3 separate regions of the Sus scrofa genome follow, and regions 1 and 3 are each linked to region 2. The links are chromatin contacts, called in public HiChIP or PLAC-seq maps. All regions are on one chromosome and are shown on one strand. Each heading gives the region's core, a stretch centred on a gene start, on an enhancer-like site or on the middle of the called end of the contact. The rest is flanking DNA. Distances are from core to core; before and after follow the strand shown. Region 1 overlaps TIAM1 (T-lymphoma invasion and metastasis-inducing protein 1). Region 2 overlaps TIAM1 (T-lymphoma invasion and metastasis-inducing protein 1). Region 3 overlaps TIAM1 (T-lymphoma invasion and metastasis-inducing protein 1).

Region 1 (2,718 bases), core at 128-2,627, 150 kb after region 2:
GCCAGAGGATGTTTTTGATGGCGAGGGATGAGGGATGAATGTGTCTAAAAGGCTTCATACGCAGCAGAAGTGTGACGTCAATAATTAAAGCAGTAGTGAGTTGCGGTGCTACAAATAAAAACTGAAATGCACCACAGTGGGGACTCTTTTTTTCTTTGGTTTACTTTCTATCTCTTGAGTAAGGGTCAACTGTAGCAAGAGGCAAGAGGGGGCTGAATTTCAAAGCTCTTGGACTCAAATCCTAAGATTGATTGATTTGAGGACTCAGAAATAGAAACGAGGCATAATCCTGCCATACTTTTTATACTTTTTTTTTTTTGCCTTTTCTAGGGCCGCTTCCTGTGGCATATGGAGGTTCCCAGGCTAGGGGTCTAATCGGAGCTGTAGCCACCGGCCTATACCACAGCCACAGCAACGCAGGATCTGAGCCGCATCTGCGACCTACACCACAGCTCACGGAAACGCCAGATCCTTAACCCACTGAGCAAGGGCAGGGATCGAACCTGCCACCTCATGGTTCTTAGTCAGATTCATTAACCACTATGCCACGACGGGAACTCCAGTTTTTATTCTTTTTTATGGGAGTGACTGAGAGGCTCATAGACCCCACTTAGGTTTCCACACTGAAGGGGTACCAGGGTATCAGGCACCCACCCATAAGTATTGTCAGTGGTGCTTCTTCCATGACCTGACATGAAGAAGCAGGGCTTTGTTGGGGGGAGGTGTGTTCATTTCCAGTTGTCCTGGACCACCCCAGCTGTTGTCAGCCACAGAATCCCATGCTCAGAGATTGTGATGATGTCAGGTAATGAGGTTCTCAAGGCTGAGGCTGGACGTCTATCCTTAGATTGCTGCCCGGTACAACCCGTCTAGTAATTTCCAGACTTCACCTTGGAACGCTGCTCTCCAAGGCTGATACCTTCAGCTAATCCATTTATTCTCAGGGCCTAGTTCCTGCTGTAAGGACGTGTTCCCACAGCATATTGACCGAGTCTCCCGGTCCTAAGAGAGTCTTGCCTCTGACCTCAACAGCTACCAAGGATTTTAAATGCAGCCCATCTCTCTCTGACATTAGCACCTAAGCACAGCTTTCTGTGGTACAATCAAGTCCAGGGTCTGTAAAATGACCAGCACACATCCATCAACCCATAGCAAAAAAACAAACAAAAAACCTAACTGCAAACCAAACACTGCCTTTTATAGAATCGTGTAGGAGGAAACGATGACTTAATAATCCCACTGACTAAATGAATGGAAAGATTTCACACTTGCCTAATTTCTCTCTTGCTCCTCCCTCCGCCTCAGCCCTCAGGACTGTCTCAGACCTTGTTGTTGAAATGAGTTCGGATAATTTTGTAATTGACTCATAAGCATGATCCCCTAGGCTGCCTTGAAGGGAAAGTATGTGTCATTTCAGCAACTGAGTGTGCCTTTTCCTCTGGGGACTTCTTAGACTGTTGCATTCTTGGTCTTGGGTCCCCTCTATGGCAGAGGTGTCTGCTTTTCTTACTTTCTCAGTTTTGCTGTGTCCTGGACTCTGGTTCTGAGTACTTCTGTTCTGTTTGTGAGGTTGTCATGATTTTTCTCTGGTCATGAATTTCAGTAGGAGGGGTCTTCTGGGTATTCAACGCAGGAGTTGCCGCTTGGTTTCTTCACTCTGTTTTACTCACTTCCTTCACTTCCAAGATCTTAGGCCACTCATGGTGCCGGCTGGTCTTCATAACGCTAAGCCTTCTGAAGGGGTGGGTGTATTGGGTTAATATTGAATGACTCCCTGGGGCCCCTACTGGCAAGTCATTTTGGGCTGTATTAACATTTGTTTGTCAGGAACTGGGTTCGTCCTTCCTTCCTTTCCTTTCCTTTTTTTTTTTTTCTTTTTCTTTTTCATAATTCCTATTGAATCAGATTTTCTTCTCGTATTTTAAGAAAGCAAGTTTTCCTTTTTACAGGACTAGATGCTTTTGGAGGAAGGCTTATTTATTTATTTATTTATCTATCTTTTTTAAAAATTTTTTTGGCAGGGGAGACCCGCACCCACAACACAGGGAAGTTGGCAGGCTAGGGGTCGACTCAGAGCTGCAGGTGCCAGCCTACGCCACAGCCACAGCAACTTGGCATCTGAGCCACGTCGGTGACCTACACTCATGACTTACAGCTACAGTACGATCTACAGTTTAGGGCCGCCCTAAAAAGACCAATAATAATAATAATAATACAAGTGAATCTATGTGCAAAACAGAAATAGACTCAGACTTAGTGAACAATCTTCTGGTTACCAAAGGGAGGGAGGGATGGAGGGACAAGTAAATTAGGAGTATGGGATTAACAGACACAAACTACTAATACATAAAATAGATAAGCAACAAGGATTTACTATATAGCACAGGAAATCATATCAGGATCTTGTAATACCTGTAGTGGATTCCAGTCTTAAAACAGAATCACTCTGCTATACACCTGAAACTGATGCAACATTGTATATCCGTTATACTTTTTTTTTTTTTTTTTTTTTTTTTTGCTTTTTAGGGGTACATACGTGGCATATGGAGGTTCCCAGGCTAGAGGTCAAATCATAGCTGCAGATGCCAGCATACACCACAGCCACAGAAACACAGGATCTGAGATGGGTCTTTGACCTATACCACACCTCACCACAATGCCAGATCCTTAAAACTGAGCAAGGCCAGGATCGAACCTGCAACTCATGGTTACTAGTTG
Region 2 (2,700 bases), core at 59-2,558:
TCTTGTGGGTTTTTATCAGTTTAATGAAAGACCCAACTTTGGTTTTTATTGTTTATATTTTTGGTCGCACCCGCAGCATGTGGAAGTTCCCAGGCCAGGAATGGAACCCATGCCACAGCAGCAGCTCTAGCCACTGCTATGACAATGCTGGGTCCTTAACCCGCTGTGCTGCAGATCTCCTCGTTTGCATTTTAAATGAAGCATAAACAAGCACTACTTCTTTTAAGTTTACGTGCATTGAAAAAATGATGCCCTGTGGCGCTCTGTCAAAAAAGATTTTAAGACCCTTTAAAACTAAGTAACTGGAATTCCTGGCGTGGTGCAGCGGAAATGAATCCGACTAGGAATCATGAGGTTTCGGGTTCAATCCCTGGCCTTGCTCAGTGGGTTAAGGATCCAGCATTGCTGTGAGCTGTGATGTAGGTCGTAGACAAGGCTCTGATGTTGCTGTGGCTGTGGTGTAGGCTGGCAGCTGTAGCTCCAATTTGACCCCTAGCCTGGGAACCTCCATATGCCGTGGGTGCCGCCCTAAAAAGGAAAAAACAAAAACAAAAAACCCCCCAAAAACTAAGTAACTGAGTCTCAGAGCTGTATGGAAGAAGACATTATGTATTTATTTTTATGTGTCTTTGACATAATGTTTTCCAGTTTTATTAAAACGTACCTTATGTTCTTGAGTATTGTACACATGGGATCAAAGTCAGATCCGAATTGTTCTAAGGTGGGTTTTGTATATTCACTGGGACACACCCCGGGAAATTGTTTTGGAAACATCTAACTAGAATTTACACAAGACTTACTGGTAATTTAATGTGAATTGAAGGTGTGTTCAACCCACTTGACAACACAGATTTACTTTGTATTAAGGCAGAGCCAATTTGCTGTAATGACTGAGGAAGAATGTTTCCTTTTGGTTCATATTTAATACATGAAGCTTTTCTTTTAAAAAGGCTTTTTGAAAGTTTTTCTCAGAAAATCTTTCTGAGTACGTGCCGTATAAGAACAAGAACTGGAGCGTCAGAAAAGAGCTGAGTTTTGAATTCCTGCTCGGTCCCTTTTAGCTCTGTGGCCCTAGGAAAATTGCCTAACCTCTCTGAGTGTGCATTTTCCCTACCGTGAGAAGGAAATAGTGAGAACTGCTTGGGGGGGGGTGGCATTGTGATTTTTATATGAATTTTCTGTAAGGTACCTGGCTTATGGTTGGGCACAAAGTAGACACTTAATAAATTAAAGGACACTGACTGCTTTCTTGTCTTCCCCTTGCTCACCACCGCAGTTGCTCAGTGCCTTCCGCCCAGAAGTGTGAACGGTTATTGCTACAGAATAAAACGAAACCACTTCTGTCATTTGTTTTCTCTTCATTATGGGCAGACGGGAGTACCAGGGTCACGTTCCGTATTTTCAGTATTTTGATCTTATCTGAATTGATTGGGGGTAAACTGGCTGTCCATTTTTTCCCCCTCCACATTTCATCTTTCCTTTCTGGGATTATTGTTATTATTATTTTTTTTTTTTTCCTTTAGTTCATTTCCCCTCCTCGAAGATCTTACTGCCCTGTTCTTCCTCCCTCTCTCCCTTCTTCCTTTCTTTGCCGTTTTTATTGTATAAATGAAATGGGCACAAAACTCAAAAAGCTTGGCAAAAACCTGGAATGTAAGTTCATTGGTGGGGTTGGTTCCTTGAAGGCAACATTATTTAAATTTAGTTACTCCAGAATGGAACTGGGAGATGGGTGGGGCTCTCTGTCAATTACCATGTCGATTTCATATTGCTGCTGCATTGAGAATATTTTTGCAGAGCTAGGAGTTCCTCCGGGCTTTGGGGGGACATGTGGATTGTGGAACCCTAACAACTGACCTCATAGCCAAGAAGGGAAAGGAAGAGCACAGGGCAGAGGAGGTTGGCTGGTTATATTCCTGCACAAAGGATGATAGCATTATTGAAGTCGCTAGACCTAAGTTGTTGGTTCTCCTTGGAGTTTCTCAACTGGAAAGATGCTGGAGAGCATATGGCATAATTAAGATTTATTGGAGTTCCTACCGTGGTGAAGCGCAAACGCATCCAACTAGGAACCATGAGGTTGCGGGTTCGATCCCTGGCCTCACTTGATGGGTTAAGGATCTGGTGTTGCTGTGAGCTGTGGTGTACGTTGCAGATATGGCTCGGATCTAGCGTTGCTATGGCTCTGGTGTAGGCCGGTGGCTACAGCTCTGATTAGACCCCCTAGCCTGGGAACCTCCATATGCCGCGGGTGCAGCCCTAGAAAAGACAAAAAAAAAAAAAAAAAAAAAAAAAAAAAAAGATTTGTTTAGGCATCCAGGGTTGCAAAGGGCTGAATTGGGCCTGGGAAGGGATTGTGAGCTGGGAAAAGGCTTTATGGTGCGATGCCAACATCATTTGCTGCTCTGCCCAAGGAGTAAGTCTTGGTTTACATTTTGTGGATTTGGCCTCAGCCGTGGAGTTATTTTCCAAGACGGCAGATTGATTAACTAGCTGCCCTTGGCCCAGCCTGTCCACTGTGACCCCGAGCGAGCGCTGAGTAGCAGTACTGGGGCTGCTGTTTGTTTTAGTTGGTGCTTTTATGAGAGTGGAGAACAAGAGGGCCCATCCTTGGCCTAAGTGTTTTGCGGCACCACTTCCCCAGTTTATTTGGATTCTCTTGCTTGAAAACAAAGTCCTAGCACAGTGTTCATGGCGGGG
Region 3 (2,700 bases), core at 145-2,644, 130 kb before region 2:
GACAAAAAAAAAAAAAAAAAAAAAGAGGTGATATAAGAGATAATAGCAAAAGTGTGTTGTGGGGTTAAGAAGCAGAAAGGGGAGTGAGGTCCACTGGGGAGGCAGGAGGAACCCCCTCTTCGGCTGTTCAGGCTGCTTTGACAAAGTACCAAGGTTGGGTGACGTGAATGCTGTAAATTTCTCATAGTTCTGGAGACTGGGACGTCCATGGTCAAGGCACCATTGGATCTTGGTTTACAGATGGCTGTCACATGACAGGAGGGGTGAGGGAGCTCTTGGGTCTCTTTCATAAGAGCACTAACCCCATCTGTGAGGGCGCCACCCTCATGACCTAATCACCTCCCAAAGCCCTCACCTGCTAAGACCATCAGTCACCTCCCCAAACCCTCACCTCCTAAGACCATCAATCACCTCCCAAAGCCCTCACCTGCTAAGACCATTGATCACTTCCTGAAGCCTTCACCCGCTAAGACCATCAATCACCTCCCAAAGCCTCACCTCCTAAGACCATCAGTTACCACCTAGAGCCCTCCTAAGACCATCAGTCACCTCCCAAAGCCCTCACCTCCTAAAACCATCAGTCACCTCCCAAAGCCCTCACCTCCTAAAACCGTCAATCACCTCCCAAAGCCCTCACCTCCTAAGACCATCAGTTACCACCTAGAGCCCTCCTAAGACCATCAGTCACCTCCCAAAGCCCTCACCTCCTAAAACCGTCAATCACCTCCCAAAGCCCTCACCTCCTAAGACCATCAGTTACCACCTAGAGCCCTCCTAAGACCATCAGTCACCTCCCAAAGCCCTCACCTGCTAAGACCATTGATCACTTCCTGAAGCCCTCACCTGCTAAGACCATCAATCACCTCCCAAAGCCTCACCTCCTAAGACCATCAGTCACCTCCCAAAGCCCTCACCTCCTAAAACCGTCAATCACCTCCCAAAGCCCTCACCTCCTAAGACCATCACACTGGGGGTTAGATTTCAACATGTGAATTTGGGGGGACACCCAAATTCACCCTGCACCCCGTAGAAGGAAGGAGAGAGGGTCACCTGACAGAAGCTGTGACCTGTGGTGGAGAGCCCCCCAGGTGACCCTGCAGATAGGAAGCAGGGGGAGACAGGCCCCTTCTTTGCTTCTCCTCCTCCCACTCTCCTGGCTTCCACTGGTACCTCCCAAGGGCCTGAAGGGCAAGAGAGCTGGATGGATACAGGTCATAGAGGTCAGCCTCCCAGGGCACAGATCTCAGTGGATGAAGATGGGAAGTAGCCTGAAGGGCAACCAGAGAATATTGTCGCCCTTCAGGATTTTTTTATCCTGTAGATGGCATTGTCATGAGTGCAGGAAGTGGCCTGCCATCTGTACAGGCTCTCCCCAGAGAGTAGGCATCTAGGGAAGTTGCTTAGCTTGTGCTATGGATGTTTTGTAATCCTGTTAGTGACTGAAAGCTTCCTGTTCTTTTCAGATGCATTTAAATCCAGTCTTTTATCTTTTTTCTATTTTATTTGTGTGCCTATTATTACAAGGCCATTTTTTTTTTTTTTTTCCTTTTTAGGGCCGCACCTGTGTCACATGGAAGTTCCCAGGCTAGGGGTCGAATTGGAGCTGTAGCTGCTGGCCTACACCACGGCCACGGCAACACCAGATCCAAGCCACATCTGTAACCCACGCCACAGCTTGCAGAAACACTGGCTTTTTAACCCTCTGAGCGAGGCCAGGGATTGAACCTGCATCCTCACGGACACTGTGTTGGGTTGTTCTTAACCTGCTGAGCCACCATGGGAACTCCTACGAGGCCACTTTGAAAGGCTTCCTTATATATCACCATGATGAACCAGTCTGCCTTTGTATTACAGGGGATTGTATATAAATCACTCACGTGGCATTGTGTTCAAAGGTGGTTTTCTTTTGATAGCTTGATATATTAGAAATGCACATTTCTGGATTTTGCACACAGAGAAATTACGTGGGGAGGCAATTGAGAAATTAAAAAGTGTTCTGCTGTGTAAGGAGTTATGAGGCTGTGCATGGAACTGACGTCATGAGCTTGGATCTGGGAGGTCTGGGATCTGTTCCTGGCACCTGCTCACACTTGCTCTGTGACCTTGGAGACCTCTAGACATCAGCATTTCTATTTGTAAGGTGGAGTTAACGTGACCGACAAAGACTCTCCTTAGTCAGACTCCTGTGAGTCCTTTTTTCTGTCTAGTTCTAGACCTTGGTCCCTGCCCTGTCTTTGGCCTGCCTAGCCCAGTTTCAGCAAGAATCCTGCTAAGTCAGTTTAGAGAGACTCCCCCTCTGCCCCTTGATATGTGATCCCCTTTGATATCTGATCACCCTGGGTTGCCTTGAGCAGAAACCCTATTGTCTGTTTGTTTACCAAGAATCTCCCTCCCCTGCGGTCTCCTCTTAGTAGTTTTCTGTCCACTGACCCCCTCACTCTGCTTATTTGCTGTAAATCTTCAGGTGTCTTTGCTCTATTCGGAGTTGAGCCCCATCTCTCTCCTGTTTTGCAGTAGCCCTGCAAAAAGTCTTGCCATTTTAACAAGCATCAGAATAATTTTTAATTTTTTTAATTTTTTAAATTTTTTTTGTCTTTTTGCCTTTTCTAGGGCTGCTCCTGCGGCACATGGAGGTTCCCAGGATAGGGGTCTAATCGGAGCTGTAGCCACTGGCCTATGCCCCAGCCATGGCAACGTGGG

The links. HiChIP or PLAC-seq counts read pairs in DNA pulled down with a chosen protein or histone mark.
Region 1: an H3K27ac HiChIP or PLAC-seq map of alveolar macrophages shows a contact between it and region 2. The contact joins two enhancer-like sites. A contact is called at or near these places in 4 of 47 Hi-C or Micro-C datasets (brain, embryonic fibroblasts, epiblast stem cells and 1 more) and 2 of 2 datasets of contacts at active chromatin or transcription factors (alveolar macrophages and skeletal muscle).
Region 3: an H3K27ac HiChIP or PLAC-seq map of alveolar macrophages shows a contact between it and region 2. The contact joins two enhancer-like sites. A contact is called at or near these places in 4 of 47 Hi-C or Micro-C datasets (embryonic fibroblasts, epiblast stem cells, fetal heart ventricle and 1 more) and 1 of 2 datasets of contacts at active chromatin or transcription factors (alveolar macrophages).

The regions. Positions count from the first base shown.
Region 1 is chr13:194,853,035-194,855,752 of Sscrofa11.1, reverse strand. All of the region lies in intron 15 of TIAM1 (T-lymphoma invasion and metastasis-inducing protein 1), which reads left to right. Among named protein-coding and RNA genes, the nearest start is that of TIAM1, 380 kb to the left of the region's middle. Within about 2 kb of position 1,377, at least 6 of the 83 cell types and tissues checked have an H3K27ac peak or open chromatin away from gene starts, as enhancers often do. A contact at or near this core is called in alveolar macrophages, where this site is marked.
Region 2 is chr13:195,005,634-195,008,333 of Sscrofa11.1, reverse strand. The region is part of intron 3 of TIAM1 (T-lymphoma invasion and metastasis-inducing protein 1); the gene reads left to right. Among named protein-coding and RNA genes, the nearest start is that of TIAM1, 230 kb to the left of the region's middle. Within about 2 kb of position 1,308, at least 2 of the 83 cell types and tissues checked have an H3K27ac peak or open chromatin away from gene starts, as enhancers often do. A contact at or near this core is called in alveolar macrophages, where this site is marked.
Region 3 is chr13:195,139,100-195,141,799 of Sscrofa11.1, reverse strand. The region is part of intron 1 of TIAM1 (T-lymphoma invasion and metastasis-inducing protein 1); the gene reads left to right. The region is part of intron 1 of LOC110256474 (a long non-coding RNA gene); the gene reads right to left. Among named protein-coding and RNA genes, the nearest start is that of TIAM1, 95 kb to the left of the region's middle. Within about 2 kb of position 1,394, at least 10 of the 83 cell types and tissues checked have an H3K27ac peak or open chromatin away from gene starts, as enhancers often do. A contact at or near this core is called in alveolar macrophages, where this site is marked.